Regions from separate parts of the Mus musculus genome. Here region 2 is linked to region 1. The links are chromatin contacts, called in public Hi-C maps. All regions are on one chromosome and are shown on one strand. Each heading gives the region's core, a stretch centred on a gene start, on an enhancer-like site or on the middle of the called end of the contact. The rest is flanking DNA. Distances are from core to core; before and after follow the strand shown.

What was found. Hi-C and Micro-C count contacts between places; a contact is called where the count stands out from the background.
Region 2: a contact with region 1 is called in a Hi-C map of the THB-7 cell line, with 2.4 times the contacts expected there. The contact joins two enhancer-like sites. A contact is called at or near these places in 7 of 39 promoter capture datasets (the HPC-7 cell line, cranial neural crest, embryonic stem cells and 4 more), 20 of 484 Hi-C or Micro-C datasets (the AML12 cell line, B cells, CD4 T cells and 8 more), 2 of 115 datasets of contacts at active chromatin or transcription factors (embryonic stem cells and stem cell-derived neural progenitor cells) and 1 of 9 other capture datasets (embryonic stem cells).

What each region holds. Positions count from the first base shown.
Region 1 is chr17:26,687,811-26,695,520 of GRCm38.p6, forward strand. Atp6v0e (ATPase, H+ transporting, lysosomal V0 subunit E) reads left to right here. Exons shown (of 4, transcript NM_025272.2): 3 at 7,545-7,674. The coding sequence ends at 7,638. Among named protein-coding and RNA genes, the nearest start is that of Atp6v0e, 15 kb to the left of the region's middle. Within about 2 kb of position 2,126, at least 57 of the 459 cell types and tissues checked have an H3K27ac peak or open chromatin away from gene starts, as enhancers often do.
Region 2 is chr17:26,856,182-26,863,658 of GRCm38.p6, forward strand. It overlaps Gm17382 (predicted gene, 17382), which reads right to left. Exons shown (of 3, transcript NR_168075.1): 3 at 3,996-5,410. It overlaps LOC115488773 (a long non-coding RNA gene), which reads right to left and starts at 2,168. Exons shown (of 3, transcript XR_003952258.1): 1 at 1,477-2,168; 2 at 1-13. Within about 2 kb of position 4,935, at least 34 of the 459 cell types and tissues checked have an H3K27ac peak or open chromatin away from gene starts, as enhancers often do.

The sequences.
Region 1 (7,710 bases), core at 876-3,375:
TAACAGCTTCAGCTTTCCAAGTATAAGGATTGCAGGCACATGGCTCTGCACACCCAGCAGTCTATCTTATGAACGTCTTCTAAATATAGAAAATCAATATAATTATTAGTGTGTTAACTTTCGGCTACTTTATTGTTTTGGTTATTTCATCAGAGTTTTGTTCCTGTTTTATTTTTAAAATAATATTAACTGAATGTTAGTGATTTTTAAATTTCTTTAAGACCATGTTAATTAAAAAAATTCATTTGTGTGTGTGTGTGTGTGTGTGTGTGTAGTTGCTGGGAACTCAATTTGGGTCCTGGAAGAGCAGCAAGTGCTTTTAACTGCTAAGCCATCTTGGTAATACACGTACACATATGCACACACGCAAGCACACACTGCCACCGCCTATTCTTAACACATATTTACTTTATTTATTTGGGATGGAGCAGGTGTGTGGAACTCAGAAGACCGTCCTCAGGGGTCCGTTCTTTCCTTCCACCCTGTGAGTTGTGGACATCAAACTCAAGTTGTCAGGCTTGGCAACAAGTAGCTCTAACCTCAGTCACATTACCAGTCCCTCTGTCTGGTTAATTCATGATTTACAATAAGTACTTTGGGGTTCCAACTTTCTTGAGTGATATTTAGGTTTCTCAGACACTCTGCTCCGGGTGGGCCCTGCCTGGGCTTTGCTGTCTCTCAGCCTGGTGAGGTACTTCATTCTCTCCCTGGAGGGCCGCCATCACTTAATTTGCCATCTGAAGATTGCTTCCTTTCTCTCCTAGGTACATTTATGATGCTTATGAATGGGGAAAGGGAGGCCACGGAGCGGGGTCCAGCGTGTTGCTGTTACCTGGTGTATGGAGGCGTATATTAGAATCTTTCCTATTATACTATGGCAGATAAGGGGATTGTTGGAGCTGGGACTGTGCCCTATTCGTATTGTGAGGCCCCAGTTTCAATCCCTAGCACACACAAAGGCCTCCTTAGAAACTTTGGTTTGAAAGGCCCAGCTTAGAAAATGAGTTGTCTTGAAGTCCTGTGGGGAAGAAAGGGAAGAGATTTCAAGTTTAAAATTGGCAAAATTAGGGCGTATTCCTGTGGTAGCAAAGGGGCCACAGTGGTAAGGTTGGCAGCCAGTTAATAGAAAACATGTTTGTGTCTTCTCATCTGGAGCTTGGTGTTCTCTGCCAAGCCCTCAGGCTATGCCAGAATTGAGTTCTTTGTGGTATTAAGACTGGCGTCCCTGTTTCCTGGCTGGCTGTTAGTTAGCTGCCCCCTGCCCTACAGACCACTCACGTCCCACTCAGCCCTCCCTGAAAGCCAGCGGCAGCATCTCCTTTGTATGTAATTCCTTTCACCCTTTAGCTTCTCCCTCACCTTTATTTATTAATAAATAGATAAAGGGGTCAGAGGACAACTTGGAGTGGCTTCTGGTCCTGGAGGGAAGGGCTATATCAAACTCAGGCTGTCAAGCTTGGCAGCAGGCATTGTCACCTACTGAGCCATCTTTCTGGCCCTGTTCACCCTTTAGTAGTTATAGAGTTGTGCCTAAGTGGCAGAGCATTAGTGTAGCATGCAAGAAGCTGTGGCTTCCATCCCCAGCACTAGGGGGGAAACAGTTTGAAGGAAGGAGAACAGCCAAGAAAGGAAAACCTTAGATGGGATACAGATGTCACTGGGGAAGGGAGGGCCCGGCCTATAAGGGAGCTGCGTTCATTGATCAAGCCAGGCCTAAGTTGGTTTAGAGCTGCCAGATGATCCAGATGGCAGTCAGGAGGGCAGGGTGCCCCTGTGCCAGGCTCTAGGGCGTATGCTTCCCTGGGGGGGGGGGTCTGGTTCCATGTCATAAAAGCTGCAAAAAAGTTAACTGCCAGGCCAAGGACTTCCAGCTCAGGGAGCCTGCCGGAGCTTTTCACAGTGTTCTCACACCTACCCAATGGCCTCCAGCCTGTGCTTTCAGTGTCTCCTCAGCTCTGTCCCCTGAGAGAGAGAGAGAGAGAGAATGAAGCTCATTTTAAGGGTCAGACTGGGAACTCTATAGTGTCTCCTTGCCACCAGGCAGCTTTTGACAAGCACCTTTCAGAACATCCATGCCCCTGTCTGAGCCTGCTGTCTGGCTTGATGCCATCTATAGGAGCATCTGCCATGCGCACAGTGCGTTACAGAGAGCCTGGGAGATGTGGGGGATATCTTAGACATCTCTCAGCTGTGGGGCCAGGGGTGTGAGTAAAATAGAGGTTGCTAATGGCCTGGTGCTACAACCTCTGAGAAACTCCAAAGTCAATCTCCTGCACTTCCTTCTGTGGCTTGGGCACATTTTAAGCTGTCTCACAGATAAAGAAAAACAAGGGCTTGCCAGCCACCACAAGAGCCCCTATTATCTCTTTAATTTCTAACACTCAGAGGCAAGTATTTTGGCTCCATTTTACAGTGGAAACAAGCTTGGGATGTAAGGTCCCTTGCCTGGAGCCATTCCGGGAGCTTAGGGTGAAAACCCAGTGTTGTCCAGCACCAAATCTCCCTAGTTTCTGGTAGCTTCAGTGTTGCTTCCCTGCCTTTCAAAGTGTTTGTGCCATTTGACTGGAGAGAGGGTTTGATGCCGTGGGCACTTGCATATGTTTCTGTTGTCACCCACCGGCAGAGGTCACTCCTGTTGTGGCCCAGGGCTAGGAGGACAGTGGATGGAGGAGCCATCTCTGACCGGATTTTCCCATTCCAACAAGGAAGCTGAGGTCCCCCCTGTGCCTCCCCAGGAGCAAGGCCGCACCCATGTCCCCTTCCCTGTTCTTCCTTCAGTATGTGGAACAAAAGCACTAAGCAGGATTATTTGAGGGCTGGGTGCAACTCCTGTGCAAAACAGTGTACTCTACACTTGGAGACTTCTGCCAGCCGAGCCGGGGGGGGGGGGGGGGGGGGGGGGGGGGGGGATGGGCTGATTGTAGGGAGCACACTCCTTTGCTCTCCCTGGTGGATCAGGCCTCCTCAGAGCCCGACATGACTATGCCCTGAGAGTGATTATGGAGTAGGTAGAACCACTTTAGACAGCCGAGCTACACAGTGAGTTCAGGAACAGCCTGGGCAATTTACTGCAACCTTGTCTCAAAATGAAAAATAATAATAGCCTGGAGTAGTGGCATACTCCTTTAATCCCAGCACTAGGGAGACAGAAGCAGATAGATCTCTGTGGGTTTGAGTCCAGCTTAGTCTACAGGAGTTTCAGGACAGCGGGACACAGAGAAACCTTGTCTCAAAAACCGAAAGGAGAAAATAATAATAACAGTGATGAAAGTCTGGGAATGTATCTCAATGACAGAGTGCTTGCCGAGGCCCTACTTTCCATCCAGTAGCCCCCTAAAAAGTGGAGCTTGTGTTTGCCCTGTGTCCACCCCAGTTCTGCAGCTCCCCAGCTGTCTCTGTGCCACCGTGGTCACTCACACAGGCGCCTCTCAGTTGATGGTTATTAGGCCTCTGGGCTGTGGAACCATGTGGAACAGTTTGGGCAAGCAGAAGGGTACAGCTCGTCCCTTCCCATTACACAACAAGCCGGGCGGGTGTCAGCCAGAGCAGTGGCCCTTCCTCCCTCCACTGCTCCATCAGGCCGCTGCAGGTTCTCTGCCTTCCAAAGCTGCATGTTCAGGGTTAGAGGGAAGTTTTAAGTCTGTAGGCAGCCAGAAGGTCAGGCACTGAGTTCACTCAGCTAGTTGGAGAGGGAATTTCCCCTAAAATTTCAATGGAAATAGCCTGTGTTATCTCTCCAGGCACTTCCCTAACAAGTTGTGTTGTGTTTTGAGGTGTTTAGTGGGGTTGGGGTGGGGCAGTTGAGATTGATATTTTTTTTTCCTCCCCTTTTCTTTTCTTTTTTTTTTTTTTGGTTTTTTTCGAGACAGGGTTTCTCTGTGTAGCCCTGGCTGTCCTGGAACTCACTTTGTAGACCAGGCTGGCCTCGAACTCAGAAATCCGCCTGCCTCTGCCTCCGGAGTGCTGGGATTAAAGGCGTGCACCACCATGCCCGGCTCCCCTTTTCATTTGAAACATTGAAAACAGTGTTGGGCCAGGGCTGGAGCTCGGGATTTGAGTACTTGCTTACTGTGCACAAGGCCCTGGGCTCTGTCTTCCAAACAGTTCGGAAAGGCAAAGTGAAACAAATTACCCCACTGCTACAAGCTGAACGGATAAGGACCGTGGCTTGCTTTTCACTCAGGAGGTTCCCTTGAGTCTAGGACTTTGAAAGGAGCCTGGGCAAGATAATGAGATCCATCCCTCAAGAAATGCAGGACAGGGAGGGTATGTTAACCTCTGGAAGCTTCCAAAGACTAACTTGAGCAAGCAAAGTGGCCTTCATTCATTCTTGCTTCTAATTCTTATTCTTTACTGTGAGCAGGCACCAAAGGCTGGATTCGTACTACTGTAATCCACAATCAGTTTAGATCTAGCTGAACTCCAGTCCTCATTTAAAGCAACTCAAAGGCCAGTCTTAGTTGGGCCTCATTTCTGGTCTTGTGCTGTCTGCTCTGCCTAGCTAGTAGTATGAACATCCAGAGTCACTTAGCCTGCCTCTGCTCAAGGCTCCTTAACTGTAAGCACAGCATGGTAACATGCACACACGCACACAGGAGACAGATGCAGGGGCCTCCTCTCACTTGTCACTCATAGCCAGGCTCCTGGGAAGAATTTAATTATGAAGAAAAGTTGGTGTTTGTCAAGAAATAGGTTCTGCCAGGCAGTTGCTGGGAAGTAACAGTGTCTGGTGAACAAACCTGTGGTCCTTTGGCTACTTAAAGGAGTTTAAGGCCAGCCTGGGCTACATGAGATAGTATCTCATGATTGATTGTGTCTTAACCATAGTAATATATTTGACATTGGTAGCTTCTAAGGTGCCATTTTTAAAGGATTCTTTTGTTTGTTTGGTTGGTTTTTGTTTGTTTTTTCGAAAAAGGGTTTCTCTGTATAGCCCTGGCTGTCCTGGAACTCACTTTGTAGACCAGGCTGGCCTCGAACTCAGAAATCCGCCTGCCTCTGCCTCCCAAGTGCTGGGATTAAAGGTGTGCCACACCACGCCCGGCAAGGATTCTTGTAGTGAATGAGACCATAGATGGGTTCTTAAGCTGTAGGTCACAAGGGTTGAAGTGGCTCCAGGCACAGGGAAGTTAAGACTTTTTGACTATAGACAAACTCCTAGTCTTATTGGTGAGAACCACAGGAAGTCACAGATTACAGCTAAGAAAGAGATAAGATTAAAGGCAAAGGTCAAATATACCTTGGCCTTCTGCATAGTTCATTCCTAGTTTAATGCTCTTATTTGAAATAATCTCTGTAAAAGAGGAGTGTTGTCTCTATGTAGGTAGTCTTCACAGCAAACCTTGTTAATTGTGCTACTAGTGAGAGATTTTCAACCAGCCTTTCCCTTCCCACAGAGCTTTAATTTTCTCTTTCTGTCCTGCTCCAAGGATTTTCAGAAAAGCTCCTGGATGACTAGTCTGAGGTTGACACACACACCCTCCACCCCTGAAATGCTGGGAGGGTTTTGTCTATGTCTCTGTGTTAGTGCAGAGACCAGAAGAGGGTGTCGTATCTGGATTAGAAGTTACAGGCAATGGTGAGCTGACCAGTATGGGTGCTGGGAAGCAAGCTTGGGTCCCCTGGGAGGGCAGCATTTGCCCTTAACCACTGATCCATCTGCCCAGCCCCGAGATGATGTTTTAATTGCCTTCTACACACTCTTGGTGAGGAAGGACGACGGGGACAGCGCGGGCTCTAATTTATCTTCTTAATTTGATGTTTCTAAGTGTTGCCAGTTAGCTCAGTCTCTTATGAAACACGGAGCTGTTCCTGCAGGCAGCTTGCCTCTCCTGCTGGGAAATAGGGAAACCCTGGGCTTGGTTGGAATTTTCCATGACTCTCTGTCCACTCTCAGAGCTTTTCTGCAGTGCAATGTCCACCTGTGTTATCCGTAACCCCAGCACTGTGTGTGTATGTGTCTGTCTGTCTGCCTGCCTGCCTGTCTGTATGGAGCCTTACTGATAGGTTTTGTCTTGTGTTTATGTTTTATACCCTAGTTCTAAGGGTGATTAGAGACTCTCATCTGAATTAACTCTTTGTTCGTAAAGTGAGTCACCTTAAAGTATCTGTTTTGGCCTGGTTTCCTTCTGTATCATGTTTCTCATCACAAAACAACCTTTGTGGGCTGGGGAGCTGCACACACCTTGTGTCTGTGGGCGCCTGCTCCTGACGCTGTGCTGCCTGCTTCTCTAGCACTCTCTGCGTTATTGATAGAATCAGCCTTTTGGTCTTATGATTGGAAGGATTCCAAAAATGACAGCCAAAGGAAGAAGAGACCCAGCCTGGTAATGGCCTAGTTGGGTTTGACTGGCCCCCTTCTTGGACAGGAGTTTGAGACCACTGTGACTATTTCTCTCCTTTTCCTCAGAAAGCAACCCCCTAGACTACATTCAAGAGATTGATAACACGGGGTCATGCCCCTGAAACTCATTCTTCCACGGCCTGTTTACCAGTACTCTGCACCCCCACACACACTCACCCCCACTCCTCCCTCCATAGACAATCTGGATAGGAACTAAAGGCAGTGTGAATTCGGCATCAGTCCAGTCTCTCCAGATGCTCAGTTCTTGCTTAGCCACCCTTTCAGCCCCGTTTACATCCCTCTCCCCTGCTTTTCCTCTCTCTAGTTACCGTCTAATATTACATAAGATCTCCGAGGAGACAGACGTGTCATCTTCCCTCTGCTGCTGGGGCCTGGGACCTAGTAATTGCTCATTAAATATTTGCTCAGTAAGTAAGACAGAATGGTTGAATAGCCGGACACCTGCAGGCTTCTCTTCTTGTTATTCCTTGCTTTTGTCCTTAGCCTGGTTCTCAGATGTCACTGGGCCTGTGAATTACCTCATCAGATATAAAATGGCTTATACAGAGCCTTGTGAACAGCATAAGAAAAACCTGTGCTGCTCTAGTTTCTGAGGCAACGTGAGATGCTTGTATTTCCTCTGTAATTTGTGGGTAATACAGACAGAGGTGCACCTGGTGAGTTAGATGCAGAAGTAAATGCCCATTTGGTTCCATGTGGTAGGGCCCACAAAATGCTTTGACATGTTTTATTGTGATGGTGATTAGGAATCTCGGGAGCTGAAATCAGATCTTAACTGTACCCCTAAAATAGTACCTAAATGTCTGCACACTGGAGAAGATAAATCTATTTTGCCTGGAAGTTTTAATAGTGACAAACTGAGATGAGGTGAACCGACTTGGTGGCAAAGATGTCTTGAATTTGGGAAAGCTCAGGTGTTTGGCATAGTCATGAAGTTGTGGAGAAAAGGCAGAGACTCAGCTGTGATGGAGCCTCCCTGCTTTGTGGATTGTCTCAAATAAAGACCCAAAGCAACTTGGGAGATGTTCTGTGGTCCCAGGAGAACAATGTGTAGTGAAGGCTTTGTCTGAATGGACTACACTGAAGTTGAACTAACAAGGTTTTTGAATCATATATGAAAATGGTTGTATTCTAGCCAGTTTCACAACTCTCTGCTTTTGTTCCTCCCCATGAATTTTAGTTGGCTGATTGCAATTCTGGCACAGCTCAATCCTCTGTTTGGACCACAGTTGAAAAATGAAACCATCTGGTATCTGAAGTACCACTGGCCTTGAGGATGAAGACGCGCTGCACAGTGCCTAGGCACTGAGGTGACTATGTTCTTGCCCTTTCTTGTGAACATTGAC
Region 2 (7,477 bases), core at 3,685-6,184, 170 kb after region 1:
TTGATGTTCTCATCTGAAAAATAAGACAATAGTCAAGGTTTCTTAAAAGACTTTGAGCATTAACATAAGAGAGCATCCTCAATAGCAGGGTGTTCCAATGTATTCTCTCCGATAGGAGAAAAGCATGAGGTCTTGCTACAGGGTGACAACAACAGATTTTTCCCAATCCCAGTGACTTCTGCACAGATTGGAAGGTGGTCCCAGACTCTCAGACTCCTGGGAGTGGGGCCTGGTCCTAGCCTGAGTTCTTTTACCTGGGCCTTAGCCTGCTGGTTAAGGGTCACTCACCCAAGGCCCTATGCTCAGTCACTGCCTGGGGTTGCTAGTCCCAGAGCACCAGGAGAGAGGGGGAAGGGGAGGGAATGAGATGGAGAAACAGAGAGTAGAAAGAGAAAGAGAGAGGTAATTGAGTGGGAAAAGAGGGTGGAGAGGAGAGGTGAGGAGAGGAGAGGAGACTGGAGGAGGAACTTCTAGGGAACCTAACTTTTGTAAATTTGAAAGAAGGTTCCAAGCATGCAAGATCCTTGCTTCCCACCTCCCCAATCCCCAGCCCTGTTTCCTTGACCCTTGCTTTAGGTCTGCACGGGACTAAAGCGCCTGGAGGAGCCCTGGAGGAGCCTGTCCCATGAGCCGCATGCACAGCCACCAGGTCTCTTCCTGGTAACTCGGGCACAGAAAACTGTTTTTCTGGGGTACAGTTTCAGAGAGAAAGGGGGGGCCTGTGTGGGTCCCGCCTGGTTGTGTTTGGAAGGGAGAAGAGAAGGATACATTTTGAGATCTGCTGCGCAGCAGTGAGAACGTGGCACAATAGATAACAATAATCACTAGAGTATTGTGGGCTATATAGTAATGCATAATTTTTACACAAGTCAAGTGTTATAATTAAGGAGAAATGTATTAAAATTTTCATAGTAAGAGTCAATCTAAAATGTCTCAATATAAGAAATCAGAGTTAGGCAAGCTGGTCGACATGTTAATTAGCTTAATTTAATCATTTTATAATCATTTTATAATGTACACACATCAAGAAGCATCACATGGTGCCATTATATCCAATGCATATATGTAATTATGATATATCGATTAAAATAATACACAAAAATGAGGAAGGTATGGGCACCCCTTGTCAATGGCTGGAAAAATTACCTGTGATGCTCTGGAGGACCAAACAGGTCAGGATAAATGTGAATTTATCCTCCTAACTCTCTTTGCTTGATCCTCCTCCTACTCCATTGGAGGGATCAGTGAGCATGGAATAAGATATGCACCATGCAAAAGAAAAACCAAACAACCAAACAACAACGTCTCATTGCTGGGAACGCACTTTTGAGTTAACTGTTTCCTTACTTCATGGTGGTGCTGGGGATGGAGGTCCTGCCTTGCCCAAGCTAGGAGAGTGCTTTGTCACACAGCATGCAGCCCCTCCTACTCCTTAAAACTGGTTCAGTTGGCAGATTTGGGCGGGTTCTGACTCACCCAGTGTCCTCAGTGTTGGCGAGTGGGCTGAAGCTGAGCCCAGGTCCTTGGTGGTCCAGCTGTGTTTAAGAACCCCCTGGAATCCTAGGTCACTGCAGATTCTTGGTCTCCCATTCAGGAAGTGAGTGAAGCCCGGAATCTGTTAGTAAAATCGCAGCAGGCAGGCTGCTTCCCTGCTAGCAGGCTCTGATAAAGCTGCAGCCTGTATATTCTCCAGCTCTTCTCTTTTCTCTTTCTGAGACTCCTCCTGGGGGTCATCCAGACCTCCTCATTTCTAGAAAGGCAACAAGGCTGCCCTCAGAAAGCTTTCCCCTGCAGTCCCCAGGACTGGTGGGGCTCAGACTCTATAAGACCCCATCAGGGCTGGGATTCAATCCTCACCCACAAAGGACATCAACTGAAGGGAAAAAGGTAATGCATGGGCATTGAAGGGATAGCCTGTGCTCAGAAGCCGCGTAAATATGCCCTGGCCATGGTGGTGCAGGGAAGGTCCAGTCAGGAGGATCCCTGGTGTCTCTGGGTAGACAGTCTAGCCTAATAGGTGGTCTCCAGGCCAAGGAGAAATGTTCTCTCAGTGAAGGTGACAGGATTCCCAAGGATGACAGCAGAGGTAGTCCTTGGCCTGCACACACACAAACACACACACAAACACGGATACACACACAAACACACACACGAACATGCATACACACACAAACACACACACGAACACAGATACACACACAAACACACACACGAACACGGATACACACACAAACACACACACGAACAAGAATACACACACAAACATGCATACACACACAAACACACACATGAACATGCATACACACATACACACAAGCACACAGAACATGCATTACACACACACACAAACGTTCACACATACGTGTGAACATGAATATATACATATATGAATAAAATAAAAATAACCCCTTAGAGAGGAAAATAATAAACACTTACTTTCTTATCTCAAATTCATGCTCCTTAACTTTCAACATTCAAGATTCCTTTCCTTTCCTTTCCTTTCCTTTCCTTTCCTTTCCTTTCCTTTCCTTTCCTTTCCTTTCCTTTCCTTTCCTTTCCTTTCCTTTCCTTTCTTTTGTTTTTTTGTTTTTTGTTTGTGTTTTTTTGAGTCAGGGTTTCTCTGTGTAGCCCTGACTGTGGAATTCCATATGTAGACCAAGCTGGCCTTGACCTCAGAGTTCTATCTGCCTATGCCTCCCAAGTGCTGGGATTAAAGGCAAGTACCGCCATCACACAGCCAAGATTCCTATTATGTTAAAATTATATATGTCATGAATATATTCACTCCTGCCTCTCTGTGTGACCCTAACTGGTCCAGAACTAAGTAGACCAGACTGGTCTCAAACTCACTCACAGAAATCCACCTGCCTCTGCCCCCAATGAAAGCATGTGTCACCATGCCCAGCTATGAATATGCTCTTAAAATTTACTTACTCATTTATTTTATGTGCATTGGTGTTTTGCCTCCATGTATGCCTAAGTGAGGATATAGGATTCTCTAGAACCGGACTTACAGACCGTTCTGAGCTGCTGTGTGGGTGCTGGGAGTTAACCCCTGTGGAGGAGCAGCCAGTGCTTGTAACCACTGAGCCATCTCTACAGCTCCATTTTCACTGATTGTTTCTTATTTTTCCTCTGATTTTAAATTTATTTTATCTTTAAAAAGATTTGTTTATGTTTATTTTATATGTATTGGTGTGTTGACTGAGTGCATATCTGCATGAGGGTGTTGAATCCCCTGGAACTGGGGTTACTGACAGTTGTGAGCAGCCATGTGGCTGGTGGAAGTTGAACTCAGGACCTCTGGAAGAGCAGCCAGTACTCTTTAATCCCTGAGCCATCTCTCCAGCCCCTTATTTTTAGTTGAAATAGAATGACATCACTTTCTCCTCTCCGTTTCCTCCCTCTGCTCCCAGATACCTTCTCGTGAATCATTCCTATGTCTTCCTCGAGCCTGATAGCCTTTTTTTCTTTAATCAGTATTGATAAGCCTGTTTTTCTTTGATTATTATTGCTACTCACATATGCTTGTGTGTATGTAATACGTGTATGCACAAATATATAAATAAAAGCACAACCTGCTGAGTCTTGGTGTGTATCAAGGCTACCATTTTACGCTGGACAACCAATAAGGGGCTCGTCTCTTGAAGGGGAAAATGCTTCTCCCAGCAGGCATTAGGTGCCTATAGTTCTTTGTCTAAGGATAAGACCCTGTGGAATTTCCCCTTCCCTGTTAACGTGCTCACTGGTATTGACATTGTTCAGGTCTTCTTCATGCAGCCATCTCTAGGGCAGACTGCTCCACAGCAGGCTTCCTCATATTCTGGCTTTTACCCTCTCTGCCCCCTCTCCCATAATGCTCCCCTAAGCACAGACTCGGGAGCTGTGATATAATGTATCCACTGGGGCATGGCTCCCACAATCTGCTGATTTCTGCAGTGTCCAGTTGTGGTTGTCTGCTGGTTTCCATTTGCTATGAAGAAAGGCTTCTTTGATGAGGGGTGACTGCTACATTTATTGAGCATACATCAATTTTTTAAAAATGGATGCATGGTATTCCCTATCCATAAACCAGAACTTATTAAACTATTTTGTTTTTTTTTAAGATATATTTATTATATGTAACTACACTGTAACTGTTTTCAGATACTCCAGAAGAGGGCATCAGATCTCCTTATAGAGGGTTGTGAGCTACCATGTGGTGACTGGGATTTGAACTTGGGACCTTTGGAAAAGCAGTCAGTGCTCTTAACTGCTGAGCTATCTCACCAGCCCTAAACTATTTTCTGTTGGTAGATATTTAGTGTGTGTCTCTGATCTATCTATTTATCTGTCTGTCTATCTATCTATCATCTATCTATCTATCTATCTATCTATCTATCTATCTATCTATCTATCATCTTTCTCTCCATATAGAGGATTGAACCCAGTGCCTTCTGCCTCTACCACCCCACAACTTTTCCATACCTTCAGAATGATTATCATTTACTGTCTGTCCACATGAGATGTCTGTGAGTGACAATTCTGGGATGTCTGAGAGTACTCTGAGATGCAACAGTGTTCATTCATGAGGGGAGGGCTGGAAGTCAGGTCAAGACTTTGTTTCAGATACATGCTGGGTTCTGGGCTCCAGTCAACCCCTTGTTGTCTCTCAGAGTTGAGAGTATTAGGACAGACATTTGAGATACGGGAGAGAGCAGTCAGTGAGGGGACGACTGCCTGGCTATAGGTTCCATCTCCCCAAAGCTCTTGCTGCTGGCAGAAGCCTTGGGAAGGCCGGTTCCATCCTTGACCACTCATCTCTACCTTGGGGACAGTCTAAGCTTCTGTGACCTGGGGTGAAAGATCCCAGATCCTGTTACTGGCTCCTCTTGGAAGCCTCCACTCTCGGCCTCCCTGCTTCCTGTGACTAATTTCTGAAATCCCTGTGACTGAGAAGGTATAGGATGAAGTTTCCCACTCCTGGAGGGCTCTGGGTCCCAGACTGGGGCTAGGGGGTTTGACGGTGGGTGACAGCTAGGACTTCTGTGTGGTCACATACAATAAATACTTCAAGAGCAGAAGCGGGAACCTTCAGATTGGGTGGCAGCAGCTGTGGGGTACAGGGATAACCTCACTGATGGCTGGTTAGATAGGGCTCTCTCTCTCTCTCCCTCTCTCCCTCTCCCTCTCCCTCTCCCTCTCCTTCTCTCTCTCTCTCTCTCTCTCTCTCTCTCTCTCTCTCTCTCTCTCTCTCTCTCTCTCTCTCTCTCTCATGTTAGACCATTTCAGAAGGCAGTGTGCTCGCTGATGAAAAGGCCATGGTCATTCTCTTAGGAAATCTGCTGGGTCTGGCTCTGACAGTCCTCAGCTGCTCCATAAATCTTCCATCAGTTCCATCCAGCCAAAAAGATGTCATCACCGTTTTCTCCTAGCAACAAGGAATAAAAGGTCAGTAACTCCCCCAGCCCCGCCCAAGACTAAGGAGACAAATGGAAAGTTTTCATCGGGAGGTGCTGGGCTGTTTATGCAGGAAACGATTTGTGCTAGGAAGCCAGCTTAAGTGTGAGAATGGTGATTGCTTTAGGCGCCAGTAGTGCCCTGGACTCTCCCACACTTAACAGACAGAACCTAAGAAGCTTAAAGTTAGAAGAACTATTAGCTGTCATCCAGTACACTCAGATTCAATTCTCAAGACAACAGAATCTGTACTGTAAATAATATGTTTATGCAGCCTCTTGATACATTCAAACAGAAGTACCAAGAGTGGAAAAGGCTCTGGATCCCTCTGACTTCTGCTATCCTGTGTTTAAACTCTCTGTCTGGTGTCTCGGCCAGGGTGTCCCCAACACTGGCTGCTGCTCACAAACTCTTGCCTGGGGAAGCATCAGTATACATTACCATAGTGTTGCTGATTGGTGCCTGACCTGGAGATGGTGAATATTTAAAGTTGCTGAGCCACTTTGGTTGGTCTGTGTGGCTTTGTTGGAGGTAGAATTCGAGGTCGAATTCATCTTGCTTGCACGGATTGTACACACTGAGGGGCTGGCACCCCTTCTGCCTTGGAGCTTGGGAGCCAGTTGTCATTCTTCAGTCTGGTGCCTCAGTGAAGCTCAGGGGCAGCCTGGGGCTTTCAGGCTCTTTGTTGGGGCAGCAGCGGGGAGAGGGTGGCTCCACTGTGTGTGAGCTACCAGATCCTTTGGAACTGGAGTTACAGATGGTTGTGAGCTGCGATATGGGTGCTGGGAATTGAACCAGGGTCCTCTGTAAGAACAACCAGTGCTCTTAACCTCTGAGCCATCTCCATCCCCTTGTCTATTGTTTTAGTTAAGGTTTCTATTGCTGTGAGAAAACATCATAACCTAAAGCAACTTGGAAAAGGAAAGGTTTATTACAACTTACAGTTCCACATCATAGTCTTTTGAGGGCAGGAGCTCAAACAGGGCAGAACCCTGGAGGCAGGAGCTGATGCAGAGGCCATGGAGGGATGCTGCTTACTTGATTGCTCTCTGTGGCTTGCTCAGCCTCTTTCTTATGGAACCCAGGATCACCAGCCCAGGTGTGGCCCCGCCCACAATGGGCTGGGCCCTCCCACATCAGTCACTACATAACAAAATGCCCTACAGGCTTGTCTACAGGTCTGGCATTTTCTTAATTGAAAGTCCCTCTTCCCAAATGACTCTAGCGAATATAAAGTTGACATAAGCTAACCTGGACATGTACAACAAAGGAGGCCTTTGATGAGTGACAGTTGTCAGTGACCCTGTCATAGATTGTATGCCTTATTCCTTCCTCAGTCATCTTTTTTCTATGGTTTTAGACTTTTCTTCAGCATAGTTATTTGACTTCATTCGTGGTTATTTTGGTTCACTTTTGACCCATAGTGGTAGCCAGTTCCAAAATGGTGCCTACTAGCTTCAGTTCCTTGCTTTTCTGAAAGGATCAAAACCACTGGAGAAGAACTGTGCTCTCAATGCCATCCCACAATGCATAGGGCTGACCTGGCAGCCAATGGACGTTGTAGAACGTCTATAAAAAATGACATCAGAGCCCAAGGAATGAAGACACTGTGGCTTCCACTTTGCCCTCTTTTGATGGCTCACTGGGAACAACTGGCTGTCACCTTCTAGGGTACCCAAGCAATCCTGTGGGAAGGACCCCATGTCATAAACTAGACTGATCTTTTTTCATGTGGACCATATTGGAAGTGAACCTTCCAGTTTTGGTTTAGCAAGCCTTCATATGACTGACACATGTTGACAACCTGATCCTAAGCCATATGGTGGTGCAGCTTAGCCGGGTTTCTCTCTCTCTCTCTCTCTCTCTCTCTCTCTCTCTCTCTCTCTCTCTTTCACACACACACACACACACACACACACACACACACACACACACACACACACACACACACCCCTCTTGGGGACATTTGTGGTGCTAGCCGATACATAACTTTCATGTTTACCCCACATTGGCTAACTACTACTTTGCTTGTGGAAGA